Regions from separate parts of the Mus musculus genome. Here region 2 is linked to region 1. Evidence: chromatin contacts called from public promoter capture Hi-C data. All regions are on one chromosome and are shown on one strand. Each heading gives the region's core, a stretch centred on a gene start, on an enhancer-like site or on the middle of the called end of the contact. The rest is flanking DNA. Distances are from core to core; before and after follow the strand shown. Region 1 holds the start of Arhgef15 (Rho guanine nucleotide exchange factor (GEF) 15). Region 2 holds the start of C1qbp (complement component 1, q subcomponent binding protein).

What was found. Promoter capture Hi-C pulls out the DNA fragments that hold promoters and counts their contacts.
Region 2: a contact with region 1 is called in a promoter capture Hi-C map of liver, with 3 times the contacts expected there. The contact joins the promoter of C1qbp here to the promoter of Arhgef15 in region 1. A contact is called at or near these places in 3 of 39 promoter capture datasets (liver and pre-B cells) and 1 of 9 other capture datasets (liver).

The regions. Positions count from the first base shown.
Region 1 is chr11:68,954,642-68,958,620 of GRCm38.p6, forward strand. It overlaps Arhgef15 (Rho guanine nucleotide exchange factor (GEF) 15), which reads right to left and starts at 2,246. Exons shown (of 16, transcript NM_177566.4): 1 at 2,205-2,246; 2 at 1-432. The coding sequence starts at 383. It overlaps Gm32273 (predicted gene, 32273), which reads left to right and starts at 2,346. Exons shown (of 3, transcript NR_168013.1): 1 at 2,346-2,397; 2 at 2,753-3,163.
Region 2 is chr11:70,981,281-70,985,259 of GRCm38.p6, forward strand. C1qbp (complement component 1, q subcomponent binding protein) reads right to left here and starts at 1,746. Exons shown (of 6, transcript NM_007573.2): 1 at 1,445-1,746; 2 at 890-1,040. The coding sequence starts at 1,670. It overlaps Dhx33 (DEAH (Asp-Glu-Ala-His) box polypeptide 33), which reads right to left. Exons shown (of 12, transcript NM_178367.4): 12 at 2,811-3,979.

The DNA.
Region 1 (3,979 bases), core at 996-3,495:
CGGGAAGACCCAGAGGGCTTGGGTGGGGGCACCGGAGAGCAGGGAGCTGGTTCTGGGGAGATGGAGCGCCGGGACACTGGGCTGGGACTCGGTGTGCTGGAAGGTGAGTCAGGGGAAGTCTGAGAGTCCAGGCTGGTTCTAGAAACTGAGGGAGGCAGAAGAGCAGGGGGCTTCAGGGAAGCCGTGGGGGGCTCCCAGAAGATGGAGGTGCACACTGAGGCCGATGCATCATTGGATATTTGAGGAAGTGCTTTCGGAGAGGAGCCATTGTGGAGAGGCCCCGGGGAGTGTGGAGCCCTATGCCGAGATGGGGGTCGGGGGCGGATGATCCGAGGGGGCTTCAAGGTAGGGGGCGTTGCTGCAGGAAGAGACTGTGCAGACATCGTCTTCTGAGTGTTTCCAAGGAGTGGGGTGTTCTGCGGAAGTCATCCCCTGAGGAGGGTGGAAAGAGAAAGTGCCCCTTATTGTCCCCTGGGTGGAGAGACTGAGGCTGTCTGAAGCCACGTTTTTTTGTTTTGTTTGTTTTGTTTTTGTTTTTAAGTCAGGAGAGAAGGCTGATACATTTCCCTCCCTTCTCATCTCTACTGTCTTCTCTCTTCACCCCTCACCCCTCCTCATTCTGCCCCTGGACCTTCCTGGGCAGCTTTTCCTTTTTAAAGACAGCATCTCTCATTCAGCATCCCGGACTGGCCTCAAAACTTCTGTTCCTCCTGCCTCCGTCCTCTGGAGCTGTATCACAATGTCCAGCTTCTCTAGGATTTTTGCTGCCACAGTCAAGCCAAGAGGACGGGGGGGGGGGGGGGGGGGGAGGTAGGGACAGGCCGTTGGGGAGGATGGGGAGGCAGGGGTAGCAAGATTCAATGAGGAGAAATCACCTTGCTGGTGTAGTTGCTGTGTGTAGGAGTTTATGTAAGCGGGTGTGCGCTGTTAACCAGGGCTGGATGAGTGAGAGTTGAGTGTGCCCTGGGAAGCTGTGTTGTGGAAGAGTGGAGTCAGTCGTGGCTGGTCACAGACACATCAAGAAATATGTGGTTCGAGCACTGTGTGTGTGTGTGTGTGGTGTGTGCGGTGTGTGTGTGAGAGAGTGTGTGTGGTGTGTGTGGTGTGTATGTGTGTGAGAGAGAGAGAGTGTGTGTGGTGTGTATGTGTGTGTGAGAGAGAGTGTGTGTGTGGTGTGTATGTGTGAGTGTGTGTGTGTGGTGTGTATGTGTGTGTGTTTGTGTGGTGTGTGGTGTGTGTGAGTGTGTGGTGTATGTGTGAGTGTGTGTGTGACAGTGTTGTGTGGTGTGTATGTGTGAGTGTGTGTATATGTGAGTGTGTGTGTTTGTGTGTGTGCGTGTGGTGTATGTGTGAGTGTGTGTGTGAGAGTGTGTGGTGTGTATGTGTGTGTGAGTGTGTGGTGTGAGTGTGTGTGTGGTATGTATGTGTGTGTGAGTATATGTGTGTGTGAGTGTGTATTGTGAGTGTGTGTATGTGTGAGTGTGTGTGTGAGTGAGTGAGTGTGTGTGTGTGTGTGTGTGTGTGTGTGTGTGTGTGGTGCAGGAGCTGAGGGATGCATCACTGTTTCCCTACTCTGGCTGCCTCTCCTCCCCCCTCCCATTTCCCAGTTCCTCTCTCCGGACTCTCCCTTTCCGGATTATTTTTAGTCTCCTTTTCCTGCCCTGAAGATTCCTGGAGCCTCTGACCCCAGGAGACCAGGAGGCCCCAGCCTGGTCTCTTCTGCTTCCCATCCTCTTATTCCTGCCACACCTGGGTCTGGTCATAGAAAGAGGCTCCAGTTTGACTCTGGGTCCTGTCTAATGCCAGGGAGGTGGCTACAAGTTCAGGCTGAGGCACAGAACCAGCAGCCCAGGGACGGTGGGACCTGTGCTACTCTACCTCTTGAGGATCAGGAGGATGGGGAGAAGAGCTGGGACACAAGAGAGCCTCTAAATTCCCTATGGCAGTCAGAAATCATAGCCTTCCAGTCCCAGGTTAAGTTGAGAAAAGATGGCTATCAGGAACCCCTTAGATTGCAGCTCACTCAGTGGCCCCTGCATGGTGCCAATAAACCAACCAGTCAGTGTGGTTACCCAAGCTTGGCCTCCTGTTCCCCAGTCTCTGCACCTTCAGGGAACCCACCCTTCCCCATACCGGGTACCGCATGTTACTTCCTTACCCACTCCAGAATGAGCCCAGAGAGTCGGGGGACCCCAAGCACTTACCCTCCAGTTCCCTCCACTCCCAGTCACCTCCGAGAGCTGAGTGAGTAGGGGCAGGAAACAGGAATCCGATCCTCCTCCCAACCGGACACCACCACCCCCAGCCACACCAGGCTCCACATGCGCACACCGGGCCTAGAGGATGTGAGGAATCCGGCATCCAAGATGTTGGAGGTTAGAGAAGACTGGCACGCAGGTATGCAGAGGAGGCTAGTTTCCGATGCACCCTCACCTGTACTGCTGCGTGGCGGGAGGGGTGTGTGTGTGTGACGGTGCGGGTGTGTGTGTGGGAGGGTGTTCAAATGAGGGTGGGCAGCCCTGGGCAAGCTGGGCTGGCAGAACGGCATGACCATCTTCATGCCTCCCTCTTAGCTAAGGGATGTCTGGCTTGCACAACTGTCTACGTCCCCATCTTCCAACCTTGGTGTGAGCCAACCACACTTTGCACTGAGGGATCCTCTCTTCTCCACCCTCCCCCACATCTGCAGAGGCCCCACCCCACCCCACCAGGAATTTACCTCTATGGTTTGAGGTCGTTTTTTTGTTTTCAGCAAATCTTTCCCCTGTCCCTTCGGAGCACCAAATGCCGCCCAAACTCTCCAGATAACTGTTCCTGCGTCTCTGAGGCGGGAACTGAAGGCCCAGATTTCCATCTCCGCAGAGGAAGCCAGTGCCTTGGCCCCACCCAGCCATTGTGTCAGACCAGGGTTGTGAGTGTTGAGGGTGGTGGGGAAGGGGATCCCCTGGATCTGTAGAGTGACTTGCTGCTCACTATTCTGTGTTCCCAGTTCCTCGGGAGGCCCCAGCTCTCAGTGTTGCACTGGGAAGCTCCCACAGCGAATGTCCTGGAAGTCAATGCTGGGGGAGAAAGGAGGGAGGGAGACTGGTGGGGGTTGCAGGGGCAAGTTCCTGTCAGATGTTACTCCGTGGGCACACATCAAGACACTGGGAAGAAAAATCAGGTAAGCTTGTATTGAAAGATGGTTTAAACCCCTTCTTGCAGAAAGCCAAAAAACCTAGTCTTTCTAAGGGACCACACAATCTGCCCTATTTCCCAGCTTCTCCCTTCAGGCCTATTCCTACCTTAGGATTTTTGGAGTTCTCCTAATGCCTGAAAATCTTCCCAGAAATCTCCCTGAAGCATTTCTTCATGTTCTCTGGGCAGCTGGAAGGAACCCTCTCAAAGAGGTCTGTTCTGGCTACTCTAAAATTTCAATCCACTGGGCTACCTGGTCAGGTCTTGTCTCAAAAAAAAAAAAAAAAAAAAAAAAAAAAAGAAAGAAAGAAAGAAGAAAAAAAGAAAAAAATGGAAAGGAAAGGAAATCCAGGCTGGAGGTGTGAGCTAGCAGTAGCCCATTAAAGTGGTTTATGAGGCTCCGAGTTCCATCTGAGTGCTGCAGAGTGAAAGAAAGGAAACTAAGGGGGCTACAGAGAAGGCTCAACATTTAGGAACACATCCAAACAGACTTCCCACAGACAGCCTTTTCTAGCCTCCAAGGGCACCAACATGCATAGCACACATACACACACACACAGAGGCACATAACTGGAGATAATCAAGAGGAAGGAAGGAAGGACTGAGAGATGGCTCAGCAGATGAAAGCACTGCTGCTATTCCAGAGGACTCAAGTTCAGTTCTCAGCACCCACATTGGGTGGCTTACCACTGCCTGTCTCTCCAGCTCCTGGGGAATCGAACACCCCTGGCTTCCATGAGCCTCAGTGCTCACATGCACATAGCCATAGAGAGCAAGCACGCACATATGCATACACCCAAAT
Region 2 (3,979 bases), core at 496-2,995, 2.0 Mb after region 1:
TCAAGAGTCCAAGTAGACTTCTCTAAGGAAGGCCGTGGGCGACTGTGTAACACAGAACAGCACAAACAAGGGCTTAACGGTCTTAAGGGTGTGTGGTAGCACGTGCCTACAACCTCAGCACACAGGTGTCTGAAGGACCAAGAGTCAGAGGCTGGTCTGTGCTCTACAGCAGCAACACAGAGACCCTGTCTCAGAAATGATCGGTTTAGGAAAGCGAGAGCTAAGCTTGGCTAAGAACCTTCTACCTTTGTCTGATGGCCTTTCTACACTCTAACTTCTTCCTTAAAAGTTACATACCTTGCATTTTTAACTACTACAAACACAAGCCAGATGGGAGTTCTAAACAAATGAATTTATCAGTACTATTAAACATTAAAAAAAAAAAAAGTCCCAGCCCTTAGGTCCAGACTGGGCACAGCATCCCTCATTAGTAAGCCAGTGACTGCGCTTGTGGCTCCCAGACTCCCCTCTACACACCCTGGAGCTGCTTCAGGCCTCCTTAATAACCAAGCCCAGAAGTCTGTATTCATTCAGAGAATGCACTCCCTGGAACCTAAGAACTTTTCCAAGTAAATGCTTTCTTAAAAGCCATTTTATTGGCCAGCTGTGGTGGCGCACACCTTTAATCCCAGCACTCGGGAGGCAGAGGCAGGCGGATTTCTGAGTTCGAGGCCAGCCTGGTCTACAGAGTGAGTTCCAAGATAGCCAGGGCTACACAGAGAAACCCTTCCTCGGAAAAAAAAAAAAAACAAACAAACCCAAAAAAGAAAAGCCATTTTATCAAAGTACTGGGCCTAAGCTGAGGCTCTCCTGGGGATGGCCAGGACAGGGTGCTGTAGTCAGGGATTCCCGACTTGAGAACCCAGAATACAAGCCCTGGGCCACTTACTTTTCTCCGGCAACTTTGCGCAATAATTTAGCCTCCGTGCCGTTCACCTCCAGCTCCCAATCTCCAGACATCTTGGGAAGGGACTTGTGTTTCTGGATCTTCTTTTCTTCCTTAATTTCATCAGTCAAGAATTCAACGAAGGCCTTGTCTCCTAAAAGAAAAGCCAAGATGACCCAAAGGGAGAAAAGCCGGTTACCGATAGACCGGACTGTATCCATTCTTACGACACTAGCCCAAATCACTCCTTAAAACGTCCGTTTCTCACTCTATAAAAAGAGCAGGATATACTTACTGAGCTGAACTGATATTTATCATGAGATGGTTATTTCTTATCATGGACTCACTACTATTACTTCCCATATTAAACAAAAGAATTCCCAATTATCCTCTTTCTGGTTCCAAAAGACATAACCAACAACCACACTTTGAAACCACGACCCTACGGACTTTGCTAAGCCACATTTCCAAGACGCGAGAAGGGGGGGGAAGCTTTCGATCACGAGGGTCTGTTCCAAGCTGGGTGGCCGCACTCCGACTAGGGTGCGTGAACCTTACCTTCCGTGTGCAGAGCGCCACAGCCGCACGCGCAGGGAACCGGGGGCTGCAGGAGGCCAGAGCGCCGAGCCGAGCCGGCCCGTACGCTGAGCAAACCGAAGGGCCGGAGGCATGGCCGGGGCGCGGGCTGCAGGAGATGCCGAAGCGGCTGGGCCGGGATGGCGGTTCGGAGGCCGGAGGCGGCGGCGCCGAGGGCGCGGGGCACGCAACGCAGCAGAGGGAGCATCGCGGGGCGGACACGTGCAGAGGGAAGGACGACCGGGCCAAGGCACCGTGTGACCTCGCGCGCTGCCGGAAGCCCCGCCCTCGCCCGGGGAAGCGCTTTCCACCCCAGAGGACTGCAGTCATCCGGGCCGGACCGCGCCCTCTGCTGGGAGCCGCCAGTGCAGTCGGGGAGGCCTTGACTCAGCTACCTTGACCACCATGTCTCCCTTGCTGCCCACTCTCCCCAATTCACCTGCTTTTCTCAATCCACACCAAGCTTTGTTACCGCGGAATGCGTTCAGGTTCACCCCAACTCGCGCAAAACCGTATATTCAAAGATCACTTAACGATCTTCTGAAACCGACTAATTCTGGAAAGCCCAGGCTGACCTGCACGCAGTTGCTGTGGAGTGGACATCCTGGCCTCATTAGACATTAGATCCAGAATCCCAAGAACAGGATGAAGGATTTATGTTGGAAACCTTTGCACGCCCTAACAATTCATGGGCCAGTTTTAATGGACCATCGGTTTCCTGGGAGCAGGAATATATGGCTTACATCATAGGCGAGGCCCTTGGTCTTGCGAAGATTATATGCCCCAGTACAGGGGAATGCCAGGGCCAGGAATCGGGAGTGGGTGGGTTGGGGAGCAGGGGGAGGAGGAGGGTTTAGGGGATTTTTGGAGAGGAAACTAGGAAAGGGGATAGCATTTGAAATATCTATTAAAAAAAAAGAATCAAGGATAAGAGGCTGGAGATATGGCTCAGTGATTAAGAGCATTGTTGCTCTTGCAGAAGACTAGAGTTCTAGTTCCAGCATCCACATGCCTGCTCACAACTATCTAACTTCAGTTCCAGGGCAGCAGATACCAAAACACTCAAAGGTATTTAAAAAAAAATCAATCAATCAACCAATCAACAAAACCACTCCCCTCCCCAAACAAAACAAAACAAAACAAAAACCAACCAAATCACTCACACACACCCCAAAACAAACAACAAAAGCCCTGCTCATGCATTATAGTCCCAGCATCAGGGAGGTAGGCAAACAACTGAGTTTGAGACCTGCCTGGTCTACACAGCAGGTTCCAGAACAGTCAGGGTCACATGAAAAAGACTTCTCAAAAAAAAAAAAAAACAAAAGTAAATGCTGGATACCAAGACTTATCGAATGAATGGCAGTAAGAATAATGTTTAATATTCTAAACAGCATTCTTTAAATAAGGGAAAGGAGGCCCAACAAAAGAGGCCACACAGATCATTATACAAGATTCAGTTTTTATGGATTTGATAGTCAAAAGCAAATTTCGAGCATTATATACTAGAACTGTTCTTTTATGTTTGAGACCAGAGAGAACAGAGCACATGTCCAAATCCGCTTGTCAGTTTTCTACACTACAGCAGTCTATAGAGAATTGTTTCCCCACCGGTATAGTCTAGTTTATGTGCTCAAGGAATGGCATCTTAGATGCGCGGCCACAGTTCCAAACAGACCCTGGTAGCTGGAGCACAAGGATTTGTGCCACAGTAAATACTTTGCTGTTTTGGAATCCTGTTATAAGAGATGCAAATGTTCTCACAGGGATCCTGGTAATGGAACTGGTGCCCCGGGTGTCGCAGGCCACGGTTACCAAGAAGATAAACCCCTGCAGCACGCAGGGCTGTTGTGGAAGTTCATCTGTCTGTTGGAGGCTATTCTGTCCAGGCTGGAGTCTTCAGGTTGGAGAGTTTGCCAACTTGAAAAGTAGCTCAGGTTGTACTGCAGCAAAACCACAAAACATTTCACTTTCTTAAGAAAGCTTGAAGAGAGCTGTCCCTTTGGCTGAAGATAAGCATTAATTTCTTCGTAGTGATCTGTGGAGTCAGAATGGGGCTCCCACCTCATGTAATCCCTGAGCAGCTGTGTTGAATAGTAATTTTTAAAAAAGCTTAATAAAAAACTAAATATTCTATTAAAATCCCCCCACAATGTTAGAATGATAAACATATTTCTATACAGAAACATTGGGTCCTTAGAAACTGTATCCATCACTCCCTTTTCTGGGAGGTCCCAGTCCTCTGCAGCAGTCCCTCCAGGGTAAGGTCCTAGGCCTCACCCTGGAGCCAGTCACTGCAAGCTACTGTTCCCATGACCCAGAAAAGACCTCGATAGTTTACTGTTAGTTTACAGTGGAACAGAAACTGTTAATTGCTGGGGAATATATTGCCTCCTTGTTTTCTTTAACTAGCACGATGAATGTTCTTTTCAAAATACAAAAGTTCCTCTTACCAAGCAAGGCTAAATAAACCTTGCATAAATACAAAAAATACACTGAAAAAGAAAGCACATTCCG